Linked DNA regions of Mus musculus: region 1 is linked to region 2. A link is a contact called in public Hi-C data. All regions are on one chromosome and are shown on one strand. Each heading gives the region's core, a stretch centred on a gene start, on an enhancer-like site or on the middle of the called end of the contact. The rest is flanking DNA. Distances are from core to core; before and after follow the strand shown. Region 1 overlaps Grk3 (G protein-coupled receptor kinase 3). Region 2 overlaps Myo18b (myosin XVIIIb).

Evidence for each region. A called contact is a pair of places that touch in the nucleus more often than the background predicts.
Region 1: a Hi-C map of the N1E-115 cell line shows a contact between it and region 2, with 2.7 times the contacts expected there. The contact joins two enhancer-like sites. A contact is called at or near these places in 14 of 484 Hi-C or Micro-C datasets (the N1E-115 cell line, cerebral cortex, liver and 4 more), 1 of 115 datasets of contacts at active chromatin or transcription factors (bone marrow-derived dendritic cells) and 3 of 9 other capture datasets (adipose tissue, embryonic stem cells and pancreatic islet).

Annotation. Positions count from the first base shown.
Region 1 is chr5:112,959,792-112,962,491 of GRCm38.p6, reverse strand. It overlaps Grk3 (G protein-coupled receptor kinase 3), which reads left to right. Exons shown (of 21, transcript NM_177078.4): 6 at 844-905. Among named protein-coding and RNA genes, the nearest start is that of Grk3, 54 kb to the left of the region's middle. Within about 2 kb of position 1,276, at least 38 of the 459 cell types and tissues checked have an H3K27ac peak or open chromatin away from gene starts, as enhancers often do. A contact at or near this core is called in the N1E-115 cell line, where this site is marked.
Region 2 is chr5:112,870,925-112,873,624 of GRCm38.p6, reverse strand. Myo18b (myosin XVIIIb) reads left to right here. Exons shown (of 44, transcript NM_028901.2): 5 at 64-130; 6 at 1,129-1,241; 7 at 2,028-2,204. Among named protein-coding and RNA genes, the nearest start is that of Myo18b, 24 kb to the left of the region's middle. Within about 2 kb of position 1,379, at least 2 of the 459 cell types and tissues checked have an H3K27ac peak or open chromatin away from gene starts, as enhancers often do. A contact at or near this core is called in the N1E-115 cell line, where this site is marked.

The DNA.
Region 1 (2,700 bases), core at 27-2,526, 89 kb before region 2:
TGATATATGCTGAGTGAAGGAAGACACTGAAAGGGTTAAATTTCCCATCATCTAATGCATCAAACATATCAAGATATTTTCCCAAAAGATCTAATGGACTCTGGTGAACTCTGAAGCGTGGCCACCCGCCAGCTTCTTGTTGTCAACTGGAGTGTGTAGGACAGAAATCCTGGCTGTTTGTTCAGTGCGAAGAGGAGCAGAGCTGAGACAGAGAGTGGTCGATCCCCACTTGAGGAACTGGGAGCTCTCTGCATCTCCCAGGGTACTCATTAGAAGCCCTGACCACGCCTGCTGAGCCCCACAGCCTCCCTCCCTCTTCTGAGTCTAAAAGCTATAACATTAATTAATTAATAACATGGCCAATTAGAACAATTAACCGTGGGCCTATCAGCTTCCGGTCTTTAAAACTCAGTCTACATGGACAAGGCACATAGCAAAGCATGCTGGGAAACTCACTCACAGGGCCAAATGTAAACACGCGACCCCCTTTTCGGAAATTAGTCTGAATTCCAAGATGGTGACAGAGGGCCCCATAGCTAAGGGCGGGGACCCTTTAAGTGACTCAGGGAGCCAATAAGGAAGTTAAGACAGCAGCTCATGAAGAGCTGTGTGCAATGCAGTAGGAGCTAAGGAGATGATAATCCTGGAATGAGCCGGGTCATGCTGTGGTGATAGCAAGAGAGACAAGCTTGGGGGCAGCATCCTGTGGCCAGCATCCTATGGCCAGCATCCCGTGGCCAGCATCTCGGGTAGCACGGTTACTCATCTCAGGCTCGAGGCCATTGGCAAGTGCCCTTTCTCTGATTCATTCCTATTTACATGGTGTCCTTTCTTTCTTTGCAGCCATACATAGAAGAAATCTGTGAAAGCCTTCGTGGGGATATTTTCCAAAAGTTTATGGAAAGGTATGCAGCTTGGTGTGTGCGCGATACATTGCCCTGGTGTGTGCTGCTTTATCCCTCCACAGACCTTCCTTTCTGGGGACCCCAACCCAGCCCTTTGTCACACTTCCTCCTTGATGCTTTATGTTGTATCTCTGGGGTATGTAGCCCCTGACCCCACATTCTACTTCAGCTTGTTCTAAAATTGAGACAGTCTGGAGAACTTCCATTTTACAAGGATGATAAGGGAAGCCTTTGCTAATTCGACACGGTGACTGTGTTTTATCTGATTCACATCTTAGGATCTTGAGACACATCTCCCAAGGCAAGGGCCAAGCAGGAAGAGGACAGACTGTGCACTCACGGGCATTGTTTGCACACTTAATGAATTCATCTCCCTGGGTTTCCAGGCTGCAGAGTAGTGTGTCATCTGATACTCTGAAATTGGTCAGCTCCCCTTGAGCTGTTTATGCATGTGTCTCCAAGTCAGTTTGCACGCAGGGCTCCAAGCCTCTGAGAGCAGCCCCCTGTGTGTGTTCCACTTGACTGCGTGGGTTGTGGTTCAACTAGAATGGAGAGATAGTTTATCCTGGAATGCAGTCAGCATCTTGGGGACTGACTGACATTCATATATGTGATCCTGGGGCCAGCAGAAAGCTCTGGAAAGAGGCTCAGTGAAGCCAGGGAGGAATGCTGGCTCAGTGCTGAGACTCGGCCTCATCCAGGGCCAGCCCCACTGCCTAGATTTCTCAAATCTGGCTTGCACCTCAGAGTCCATGTTAGTCTTGTGTGACTGGGTTCTACTTGTTCCATGCCTTGAGCCTGGTCTGTCTTTACCTCAAGAGTTGGTGACCCTTCATCATGGGATGCTAGAGGTGTGACTTGCTTTGTAGGTAACACACACATACACACAAACACACACCCACACACACCCTAGGGTATGAAAACAGTTCAAGTTATAGGTAAGTAAATTACTTTGAAAATCAATTTGCATTGCAACATTTTAGTTGGAATTCTCAAAGTAAAAGGAGAAAGAAACAAAGAAACAAAAAAGAAAGAAAGAAAAGAAAGAAAGAAAGAAAGAAAGAAAGAAAGAAAGAAAGAAAGAAAGAAAGAAAGAAAGGAAGGATAAGGGAAGGAAGGAAGGAAGGAAGGAAGGAAGAAAGAAAGAAAGAAAGAAAGAAAGAAAGAAAGAAAGAAAGAAAGAAAGGCTTGCTGAGTGTGGAGCTTGGGTTTGGAAAGCCTTGAACATCACCAGAGCTGTGCAGGCAGGTGGGTGGGGCACTAAAGGCTTGAGGGCTTTCCTGTGAGCCCTGCCATCTCTCTGGAAGCAGGAGAAACCTCAACAGTGTGGCTGTGGCTCCCTGATGCTTCCGGGGGACACAGAAGCTGAGAGCAGGGAGGCTTGGGAGCCCAGCTGACACAATGGCCCTCTTGTCCTGAGCCTCAGAATCAGTGCTGGGGTGGCAGCAGGTGATCCTGAGCCCTTCCCACATCCAAGGTTTACCCTCTGACCTGAGAGCCTTGGGCTCTGGTTGCCAAAGGCCCCTGGTCCCTAGAGATGTCCACTTCTGTTCTAAATAACCCAAAAGACAAATGGACTCAGTGGACACATGTCTACCTTCCTTCTTAACATTACTATGTTTGCTTAGTCATTAATGAGCAGGATGTTGGTGTGGTGTTCTTATTACAGAGGTCCAGGAGAAATGCAGAATGTGGGCTGGGGTAGTGCAGCGTGGTGGTAGAATGCCTCGCTGACCAGTACAGGGCTCTGGATTCAATCCTTACAGCCAGAGAAAGGAGAGAGAAAGGGGAAGCA
Region 2 (2,700 bases), core at 130-2,629:
GTCCCTACATCAACCCTGGGCTGGTGGTTTTTGCTGGTTAGGAGACCTTCTTTTTGCTCCCAGGCTTATGAGGATAGATGGTACGAGGCACAGAAAGTCTGGCTGGTGCAGAAGGACGGGTTCACGCTTGGTAAGTGGGCTCAGGCTGGCCTGGGGTTTGGGGAGGGGAGTCCCACTTGTTTCTCATGTCTTTCCCGCCACCAGCCAGTTTTACTTCATTCTCGAGGTAAGCAAGGAGGTAGGGGAGAGGCTGAGATGAGGATGGCACCAGTAGCTGCTATGGGGCAGAGAGTCCCCATCCCCAGTCCATTCTTGTTGGCCAGTGGAGACTGAAGGGCGTGTTCTGAGAAGTGATTCTGTGTTCCATTTGTACTGTTTGCCCATTATCATCCTGATCTGACCTAGGGGTGTGGAACAGGTCGGTGGACTTCACCCTCTGAGGGGCCTGCTCAGTGCTAACCTTTGTCTCAAAAGGGCTTGGAGCAGTGCTTCTCAACTTTCCTAATGCCCCGACCCTTTAACACCGTTCCCTGTGTTGTGGTGACCCCCCAACCATAAAGTTATTTTCATTGCAACTTCATAACTGTGATTTTGCAACTGTTACGAATAGTAACGTTCCCATGGTCTTAGGCAACCCCAGTGGAAAGGGTCATATGACCCACAGAGAACTACTGGCTTAGGGGTGGCAGTACAGGTTCTTTATGTGAATAGAACCTTTCAGCCTGTCCCAAGTTCAGTCTCCAGCTTCCTGGACTGTCTCAGAGACTCTACCCTTCCCTCCCTTCCTCTCCCTTCCCCTCTTCTCCCATTTCCTACCCTCCCTTCTCTTCCTTTCTTCTCCCCTCCCCTCTCTTGTCTTCCCCTCCTCCTTCTCTCCCTCCCCCTCCTCTCCCCTCCCTTCTCCTTTTCCCCTCCCCTCCCTTCCCTTCCCCTCCCCTCTCTTCTCCCCCTCTCCCCTTCACTCTCTCCCCTCCCTTCCCCTTCTCTCCTAACCCTCCTCCCCTCCCTTCCCCTCCCCTCCCCTCCTCTCCCTCCCCTCCCTTTCTATTCCCTCCTCTCCTTTCCCCTCCCTGCCCCTGCCCTCCTACCCACCTTTCTTTCCCCTCCTGTCTCTGGCTGTCCATGCAGCAACGGTGCTTAAACCAGATGAGGGAACAGCTGACCCGCCTGCTGGAAGGGTGCGGCTCTGCATCGATGCAGACAGGACTGTCATCGAAGTGGATGAGGAGCAGGTCCACCCGGTGAGTGTCCCCTCCTCCCCACCACTGCTCTGTCCTCTCTGTCCCCACCCCCCATGGTACTCAGGGCTCTGCTGATGGGGCTCCATCATGGGATCGTTCACTGTATCTTTTAGCTCTTTGTGAAGACAAGCCTGCTGGCTCCTGTTGCCGTGGCTCTGACTGATCTGAGCAGGAGATTACTTTTCATTTTGTGAAAACCTTTCCATAGACGTGTTTCTGTTTTCACCCTGGGAGCTAGGGAACTCAGCTAAATGGGCAGGTTGCCATTGAAGCATAGATTCCAATGGTGCATATTTTGGGCATCAACCTTTCCCTTAGGGGGCTGTGCATACCTCTAAGGGACCAAGGCACAGTGAGCTTTGGTAAAGGAGGTGGTTGGCCACTGGCTTCCACCCCTGGGTGTCACAGGGCACGTCGAGTGTTCCTCTCCAGGACTTAAAAAGCAGATGATGTGAAGAGGCATGTACCCTCAGCAAGCCAAGCATGGTACACTTGGGGTTTTACTTGACCTGTCTTGGAGACAGCAGCCTCACAGAGCAGTGCACCCAGGATGTGGAGACAAAGCAAAGGAGATAGACAGGCCAAGGAGAGAGCCTGTCACTTCCCTTTGTGCACTGGTCTTTGTCACATGCCCTTTACATGACAAGACCAAGCAGTGTGTGGGGCACATGTATGCATGAGGGTGTGTATGCAAGCATTTGTCCATGCACATATCTGTGTATGTGTGCTGGTGCTGGTGGGGTAGGGGCCAAGGAATCCAGAGGAGATCCTTTGTGAGTTCTTTAGGCCAACCCCTCTGAGCTGGACCAAGCTGAGGACCTGGCTTCTCTGGTCAGCGTCAACGAGTCAAGCGTCATGAACACGCTTCTACAGCGCTACCGGGCTCAGCTGCCATACACCTGCTCGGGGCCTGATCTGATCACCCTGCAGCCACAGACGACCACAGTGCCCTCTTCAGGGAAGGTGAGGTGGGGCAATGGTCGGGGGCAGAGACAAGTGGAAGGCCCCTCGCCTGGGTATTATAGGGGAGAACTGACTGTCAGCACCCCGGAAACCCTCAGCTATGCTCATGATGGGAATCTTGGATTTGGCAAGCACCAGTGACCCCATGCTCCCTAGAGGGGGATGGTGAGCTCTGGTTCAAAGCCAAGGTGTGACACTTTAAACTAGCCATGACACCCACCTGGAAAGCCATTTCATGGACACGCAGAGGAGCTGGGACAAAGTTCAAGCTGCAGCTTCTCTGAGCTCCTAACGTTAGCTAGATTCTCTGAAGTCTCATACATCCACCTTCATGTGGAGATAGAAGCTCTGTTCACCCTGGTATTTATTTATTATCTCTTGAACGGAAGAAAGGGCATTTATGATTGGGATTAGTAATGAAAGCAAAGGTTCATGGCGCCACCTGGTGGAGAGTCATGGACTACACCGGTGTCCTCTGTCCCTCGAAGCTGTTTGC